2 separate regions of the Mus musculus genome follow, and region 2 is linked to region 1. Evidence: chromatin contacts called from public HiChIP or PLAC-seq data. All regions are on one chromosome and are shown on one strand. Each heading gives the region's core, a stretch centred on a gene start, on an enhancer-like site or on the middle of the called end of the contact. The rest is flanking DNA. Distances are from core to core; before and after follow the strand shown.

Evidence for each region. HiChIP or PLAC-seq counts read pairs in DNA pulled down with a chosen protein or histone mark.
Region 2: a contact with region 1 is called in an H3K4me3 HiChIP or PLAC-seq map of neural progenitor cells, with 6 times the contacts expected there. The contact joins the promoter of Fam110a here to the enhancer-like site in region 1. A contact is called at or near these places in 7 of 39 promoter capture datasets (3T3-L1-derived adipocytes, cranial neural crest, embryonic stem cells and 3 more), 2 of 484 Hi-C or Micro-C datasets (cortical glia and nephron progenitors) and 13 of 115 datasets of contacts at active chromatin or transcription factors (bone marrow-derived macrophages, craniofacial prominence, embryonic forebrain and 8 more).

The regions. Positions count from the first base shown.
Region 1 is chr2:151,889,478-151,894,012 of GRCm38.p6, reverse strand. No RefSeq gene overlaps it. Among named protein-coding and RNA genes, the nearest start is that of Angpt4, 19 kb to the left of the region's middle. Within about 2 kb of position 2,747, at least 11 of the 459 cell types and tissues checked have an H3K27ac peak or open chromatin away from gene starts, as enhancers often do. A contact at or near this core is called in cortical glia and neural progenitor cells, where this site is marked.
Region 2 is chr2:151,978,103-151,982,049 of GRCm38.p6, reverse strand. It overlaps Fam110a (family with sequence similarity 110, member A), which reads left to right and starts at 1,831. Exons shown (of 2, transcript NM_146127.3): 1 at 1,831-2,057.

The sequences.
Region 1 (4,535 bases), core at 1,498-3,997:
GTCCTCTCTTCCTGCTGCTACCACCCACCAGACACTTGGAGTTCTGGGGAAGGGGCTTCAGGCACACTGTGCTCATGCATCCACTTCTGGTCCATTTCCTTCCTATTCCCAGCTCCCAGTTCCCCGGAATGCTCAGTGCATACACTGGCGAGCAGCTATGCTCCCACACAGTTACAAGGGTTCAAAACACCCTCATCAAACTTGAACTGTGTTCCTATTATGTGCTTAACACAGCTCTTTAAAAAAAATCTGATATGTCATTACTGATTCAGTGGGGAAAGGCCTGGAAGGTATAAGGTCACCGGTGAGTTAAAACTCTTTGCACGCATGCGTCCCCTCCTGGCCCCGCTTCCTGCTCATTCCCGGCTCCTTACGCAGACAGTTCCTCAGGACTCACACTGCACACGATGGCCAGCAGCTTCCTTTGTCCCTGCAACAATGGGCTCTGCACATAACCTGTCAGCACAGAGCCTGTGCGTCAGAATTTTTCATCACTGCATCATTTTCTGCACTGTGGCTGGGCCACACGGCTGCTGTTGTGGGGCAGCTGAGCTGGGGCTAGTGTCCTGTTACTAGCAGGGCTGAGGGGAAGTCCTTGTTGGTGCCACTGTGTCCACACAAGCCCGATTCTCCAAGGGAGTGTACTAGACTGGAGGCCGATGGGCACTGCATTCTTTAATGCTGGACTCAGCCACAGTCCACCTTACCGGCAGGCTGGTCTAGACTGTGTCCTCGTGTGGAGTTCCCAATGCCCTCCCCTCCCCTCCCCCGCTTCTATGAGTTACTTTTCTCACTGATGTGATCAAACACAAGGCTAGAGGCAGCTCGCAGGAGGAAGGGTCTAATTTGGGCTCACAGTTCAAAGTTACAGCCCATGAATGCAAGGGCATCCACGACTGTGGGAGCGTGGGGTGGCACTGTCACTGCAGGAAGGGGACAGAGTTGGACCGATGCTGCTGTGTATAAATATATGTGTGGATATGTGTGAACACTGTGTGTGCTGGTGTGCATGGATATGTGTGTGTGCTGGAAAGAAGGAGAGAGAGAGGGGGAGAGAAGGGGGAGAGAGGGAGGGAGAGAGAGTGTCAAGAGCAGAGGTTAACATTAGGTGTCTTCTTCAACCTCTCTCCACCTTGGTCCAGTGAGATAGGGTTTTTCACTGATCCTGTAGCTCCAACTGGACTGGATTATAGGTGTGGACTGCCCTGCTCAGTTCTCTTCTTTTTAAAAAAAAAACATAGATAGGTTCAGGGGATTTGAACTCAGGTTCTCATGCTTGTTCTCACCCTTCCCGCCCCATGGGATGGTGCTACCTATATTCAAGTGAGTCTTTCCTTCTCAGCTGATCCTCCTTGGAGACCTGCGTCCTAGGTGATTCCCAAACACAAGGCTGACATCCCACTGGCCTTCCCCAACGCCCAGGCCCCTCACCTTGTTCATTTCCAGTTGCTAGAGATGGCTGTTCCTCTGTGGCCTTGGCAATCAGTACTGGTAGAAACAAGTTCTCGCCTCCATCCTAGGGCACTCTGTCACAAATACCGACAGCACCTGGGTCCACATGTGCAAAGGATGGTTCAGTAGTGTTTGGATGTAGGATATTTCTGGAGTCAGGCACCCAGGTTCACACCCAGTTTCTGCCATCTGCAGGCTGTGTGACTCTGGGCAAGTTACTCAATGTCTCTGAACCTTGGTGGGGTCATGAGAAGTGCCTAGCTAGTCGGGGTGCCTGGTTCAGAGAGCTGCTGTGGAATGTAAATGAGTGGACAGAGATTGGTTGGATCGTCACTGGATGCTTCAGCTTCTGGTGTAGTCACCTGCCCTGTGACGGAGACGAGGAGGTGTGTGTGTGTGTGTGTGTGTGTGTGTGTGTGTGTGTGTGTGTGTGTGTGTGAGGGAAGGTTGCCTGCTTATGGAATCCCTACCAGAAAGGGAACCAGGGGATCTGTGAGGTATGGGGCTGCAGCCAGGCTGTCTGCCTCTCAACCCTTACCTCCACCCTCTCCTCATGGGTCTTATGTGGGACCGCTCTGTCCCCGTGGGGAGGGTGGCTGGATCTGGCTGGCATACAAGGTTTCCATGGCTGGGGCCCAGTCCACAGTTCAGCCTTCATGAGAAGCAGATGAGTATGTACCCAGGACCATTTGCTCTCCCCCCCCTCCTTCCTCCCTCCCCCCCCCCCCATCCACCACCCTCTTCTACTGTCCTCCTCTCTGCCCAGGGCACAGATAGCTTCCAGATGGACTGGCCTCTGAGCTGGCCACAGAGCAACTTTGTCAGGGTCTCCTTAGGGGCAGGATGAACTGAAGGCTCCTCAGTGGCTCTTGATCCCAGAGGCTACCTGACACAGCACCTTGGTTCAGCCCCAGTGGTCACTCCATTGAGCTGATCTGCCCCGTGGATGGATCTTAGGAAGCAGGAGGGAATGGCCTCCCCTCAGCAACCTCTGGGGAAACAGCTTCTATTTTCTATTAGTTTTCTGAGGATGCAGTCCCCAAGCACAGCCTGAAATCTCAGTGTTACCAAGGGACACTTGTCCCTGACTCCAGTCCCCGAAGATGCCAGCTCTGCTCCCAGAGGTCACATTGTGGCCAGTTCCCTGTAAAACGTCCTAGGTATGTCTTATTCACAGTTAAGGAAATGCACAGATGGTGAGCTTTGGTTCAACACACAGGCCTGTGCTGGCTTTTGCTGTCCTGACAGAATTCTCCAGGGATGTCCCTATATCCCACTGGGACAACTGCATTCTTTCTGATGCTCAATGAAGATGCTTTCAAAACACATGGAGTTCAGCGTGGGCACTGATCAACCAGAGTGGATTCCATCCAGCCCCTGCAGATGCACGTGGCTGACAGCCAATACCAGTGCTGTTGCTGTAGTTTTCCACAGCGCTGGCAGGCCAGCATGCGCCCCCCCCCCCGGGGGGCAGTCTGCAGGCTAGGGGCACAGGTGGCTTCTGGTGTTTTCTCTTTGAGTCAAAGTTGCAATAAATATCATCTTGTACATTTGTGCAGGGTAGACAATCCTTTCCCTCCCTCCCTCCCTCCCTCCCTCCCTCCCTCCCTCCCTCCCTCCCTCCCTCCCTCCCTCCCTCCCTCTCTCCCTGACACCCTCTCCTTCTCTCTCTTGGATACTTAGTCCAAAATACCCTTGAACTCCTAATCATCCTGCCTCAGCCTCCAGAGTGTTAGGATCACAGGCATGTGCCACTAAACATGGCGCAGGGTAGAGTTCTCTCTCTCTCTCTCTCTCTCTCTCTCTCTCTCTCTCTCTCTCTCTCTCTCTCTCTCTTTCTCTCTCTCTCTCTCTCTTTCCTTCCTTCTTTCCTTCCCTTTTTCTTTTATGCATACACTGCAGTATGTGTGTGGAGGCCAGAGGCCAGCCTTGGTTTTGTTCCTCATCTTCCATCTCTTTTTTAAAAAAGGGTCTCCTGTTGCTACTGTGTAGCCCAGCCTGGGAGCTTTCTGGCATTCCCACCTCTGCCTCCCATCTTGGCATAAGAGTTCTAGGATTACAGTCATGCTACTGTGTCTACATGGGTTCTGGGTATCTAAACTTTATCTTCTTTCTACCAGCTGAGCAACCCCCCAGCACTCATGGAGGATAATTTTTCCAGGAGTAAAACTGCATTTTTATACTCATATTAAAACAGAAAAGAATCTGAGCGATGGCCCAGCAAGCAAAGGCACTGGCTACCAAGGCTGAGCACCTGAGTTCAATCCCTGGAACTGACACAGAAGGAGGAGTTGTTCGATGACCTCCACACATTCATGTAGTAGCAACACACACACACATACACACTCATACACACATACATACACACTCATGCATACATACATACACACTCATGCACACACATAGAGACACTTAAGCACACACACTCACTCATGCACAAACACGCTCATGAGTATATACACGCACGCACAAACTTATGCACACACATTCATGCACACACACACTCACTCACAAACACACTGATGGCTGCATACACTCTTGCACACACACAAATTAAGAAAAAAAAGACTTTTTTAAAAAAAGAAATAAGAAAGTAAGAAAAAGAAAATTAAGAAAGGAAGACCGGCTCACCACCACCTCACCTCACACACAGGAAGACCTTGAAGAAGAGAGCCAAGATCTAAGAAGAAAACCTAAAGCCAGACAATTTCTAGACCTAAAACAAGAGAAAATCTGCCGTGACTTTTGGTCAAGCCAAGAAGTTTTAGACAAGACGCAAAAACTATGAGATTAAAAATTTGAAACTGTTGACTTAAAATATAAAGATTTGGAACCTTTCCTGGTGGTTTAACATTCAGGAGGTGGAGGCAGGAGGATTAGGAGTTCAAGGTCATCCTTGGCTATACAGCAACTTCAAGGCCAGCCTGGGAAACAAGACCCTGTGTCAAGCAAACAAATAAACCACCCCCAAGCCAAGACAACAACAAAATCCCCAGCAACAATAAAATATAAAAGTCCTGTTCTAATGGCATTGACTGTTGAAAACATAAGAAGATAAACCAGAGATTAGAATATGTAGGCGA
Region 2 (3,947 bases), core at 582-3,081, 89 kb before region 1:
GTCACAGAAGTATGAATAAGAAGCTAAGTGCTGAGAGGCAGCATCTTTCCTGCAGGTTAGCTTTCACAGAGCCAGAGGTGCAGTGTAGGCTGCTGGGAGAGAAGAGATGTCAGCAGTCTTACCCAGATGTGAATCCTCTGAACTGCAATAGTGACCAGCAAGGCACAAATGCTTTCGTGGTAGCCAACAGCGTTTTGGTTGGACTTACAGCTTGTTCCACAGGAGGATGTGCATGTCTGGTATTGCAAATCTGGCCAAGAACCCATGGTTAGGGAGCCTACTGGTCCCAGGGTGAACCTACTGCTATTATTTGCTAAATGGTCACACTATCAAACTGCCTTCTAAATTCACTCTATATCCATAAAACTAATGCAGCTTACAGACGCCATCAGAGAAGGTTTTCTGTGCCATGGACAGCACAACTGGTCGAGGGGCTGGGAATAAGAGTCTGTGGAGGGCTCTGCCACCGGTGTGAAATATGTATCAAATCAGGACGGAAAGACTGTAAGAGCCAGAGGTCAGAGAGGACCAGAGTAAAACAGACTCTTGTGGGCACTTCAGGGCCACTGCGCCGGCAAACCACAGCAGCTGTGGTTGTCTGTACATGATCAAGCCAGTTAACATTTCAGTACAGAGAGGGGAGAGGCTATGAGCCCCCACTGGAGGAGCTAGTTAGTTATAGCTGAATGTTTCTGGGGGAAGGAAAGTCAGTTTTTTAAAGGGTTGCAGCAGATTAGACTTGGTGCCTTTTAAAAAAACAAAAACAGGAGGAAGAGAGGGTGGGTGTAGGAGGAGTTAAGGGGAGAGAGTGCGGTAAATACGACTAAAATACACTGTGTTTATGTATTAAATTCTCAATGAATGAATAAAAGTATTATCTTTTAAGTGTAAAGGAATTAGTTGCTGTTTGTTATTGTAAATAGGCTATGTTTATTTAAATAGTATGGTTATGTATTTAATATCTATCTATGCTGTACAGAGAGTTTTGAAGTATGCTTAAAACATGACACTTCCTTAGCATTCTCCCATTGTTCTTAAATGTCGTTTAATCTAATCGTTGTAAGTTAATGCATGGTATTCCCAGCTGGAAAGCGGCGTTGAAGGTAGGTACCTCAGAGCTGGGTCATGAGTCCTGACAAGAATTATGTAGAAAGCTCGATTCAGCTTCTTTCCCAGGATCGACGTCTATAATTGATCTGGTTTTGATAAGCACAGTGGGAGCTACGGGTGTGCCCGTTTGAGGATTGACTTGCCATTTCAGGTTAGGGGAACAGAGAGGGAGAGAGGATTGTGGGTAAACACACAGAGAGGTAGCTGCTGAGTTGGAAGTAGGGCCTAGTTTGGGGGGTGGTCACTTAGTACCAACTCATGGGGAGACTTAAGTCAGGCAGCAAGTGTGAGGACTACTTGGGCAAAACGCATGAATTCCGAGTCAGCCTGGGCAACTTGGTGAGACCCTGCCTCCAAAGAAAAAAGTGAAGGGAGAGAAAGCTAGGTATGGCATAGACCTATAATCCTAGTACTAAGGAGGTTGTGGCCAGCCTGGGCTAGGCTAGTTATGTGTGAAGGCCCTGCCTCAAAACCCCAAAAATATTGGTACTAGTGCCTGTGCAAAACCAAGCAAACAAATTTGGGACTAGTAACTCTTGCAGCTGGAGACCGAGGAAGTCCAGCTGGAAGAGAAGAAAGGTCTGCCAAGGCCTGGGCAGCCGGAAGGCCAAGCGGCCAGCTGGGCTCCGGGCAGCAGTCGCCCTGCTGCATCTGCGGCTCCTGATGTTGCCTGGCAACCCGGGTGGCGCGCCGTTCGAACGGAAGCGACGGGCCAATCAGGAAGTCCGGGGCGAACCATTGCAGCAACGGGGACGGCGGGCTCACTTCCCTTTCCTCTGGGGCCCCAGGGACGTTCTCCCGGAGGGAATCGTGGGACAGCCAGGGCGTCCCACTCGGAAGAGCTCGCCGGTCTTCACACGTAGTAGCCTTCTCAGGTCTGCAGGGACCACCAGCTGTCAGCCTCGGCAGCCGGCGAGGAGCGGGATTCCTCTGGACGTGGGCTGCAGGTGAGCATGGGGGTAGGAGGCGGAGGGTCCCGGGGCAGTGCCCACGCATTAACCCGGGCAAGAGTCTCAGTACAGGGGGTCGACAGAGGAGAGTTCGTGTCTAGTGTCCAGCCCAGGGGGCCAGCAAAGGATCCAGGCTGTTTCCCTTTCCCACTCTGCAGTTCCCGCTCCTGGCCGATCAGAGGAACCCCGCGGGTTACTCTTTAAGGGGCTTATTGGGAAGACGTGGCTCAGGGGATCCCAGGGCTAGGCTACCCGTGCCCTACCGGCCCTTGGAGTTCCCCTTCAGGACATATACCATTCCCTCCCCATTCGCAACTTTTCTGCCTTACAGGGTTCTACAGAGTCCCAGTTCCCAGTGCTGCCCTCTCAGAGGGCCTCCCTGGGTTGAGTCCCTAGGACTGCAGGGCAGGGTTGAGTCCCTAGGACTGCGGATCCAAAGGCCTTGGAAGTCATGTGGATGTGTGTGTGTGTGTGTGTGTGTGTGTGTGGTACCTCTAAGCCAGAGTTGCTGGAACTGGACTTGAGAGTTGGGTGCAGGGTCAGACCCTCCCAAGTAGAGCATCTAATTTAGGCTGGACTCTTACCTACCCCCCTGTTGTTGATCTCGTTTCGTAGGTGGGGAATCTGAGGTTCTGTGAAGTTGAGGCTGTTGCTCAAAGGCACAGACTTAACTATGCAGAAGTCTTCAGTCCTTGACACAGGGAATCACCGACTCGATGGAGGATCTCTTATGAAGGGAACTACTCTTCCTCTGAGCCTCATTCTGGCTCTGGGGGAGCTGTGCTTGTCCATCTGTCTTTGTGTCATGCTCCCTACTCCAACTCTTGTATGGCCCAAGCTGGCCTCAATCTTACTATGTATGACCAGGCTGGTCTTGAACTCTCCGTCTTCCTAAATCTGCCTCCTCGGATGACAAGCATGTGCCACTGGCACACCAGTTCTGTGCCATTTTCGGGATAGAACCCAGGGCTTGGTTTGTGCTAAGAGAGCAATCTACTAGATGAGTTACACCACTGCCTCATTTCTTTCCACGTCGTCTAGCTTCCTGTAGCCTGATCTCTCCCCGAGTGTCCTGTTTTTCTCAGTAGCGTCTGTTCCATATTATGCGTGAGGTGTCTTATTAAGCAGTTTATTATCTTCCCCAGTGGAATGTGTCGGGCAAATGAGATGCTTAGCACAGGCACAAAAATGTCAGGGTGGCCGAAACTTGCAGAATCAAGATGATCAAAGCCAACATCTGTTGGCCATTTGCTGTGTATTGTGCTGGGGGTGGAGCAGGATAGGGTGGTGTCACTCAGGTGGACTCTGGCCAGCAGAGCCAGCATAGGCATTGTTATGAGCACACACACACACACTCTCTCCTCCAGCTACCTCACTTTAGGCAAAATGACAGGTGCCTCCGTGCTTCAGTGATTTGCAGCAAGCAAGAACTGGACAGACGCAGAATGGCCCTCAGTAAGGACTGATGGGAAATAATCCGAAACTCCTTAGATACTTTTGTGGCACCAAGAGGAACATAGATGACTAGCAAAGGGTCTGGGTGAGAATTACACACATAGCATGATGCGCTTTGCAATCCTGAACCCTGACTGTGGGCCAACTAATTGAGAAGACACAGACATAGTGATTACATCTACAGAAAGTTATGAGGTCACTGCCCTGCCTGGGGTTTGTCATTGGCTGTGTGAGTTTGGGCAAGTTTCTTCACATTTCTGAGCTGGGGTAAAACACTGCATGTGGAGTTCAGGCCTAGGCAGGACAGGAAGTGGGTGTGGCCACAGGCCTAATTCAAGCCTCACCTTCCTATCCTGGGTCAGGCAGGCCCTTCCCTAAGGCCTTGCTTGTTAGTCTTTCTGTCTCTCCTCTCTCCTTCTCTTCCTCCTTCAC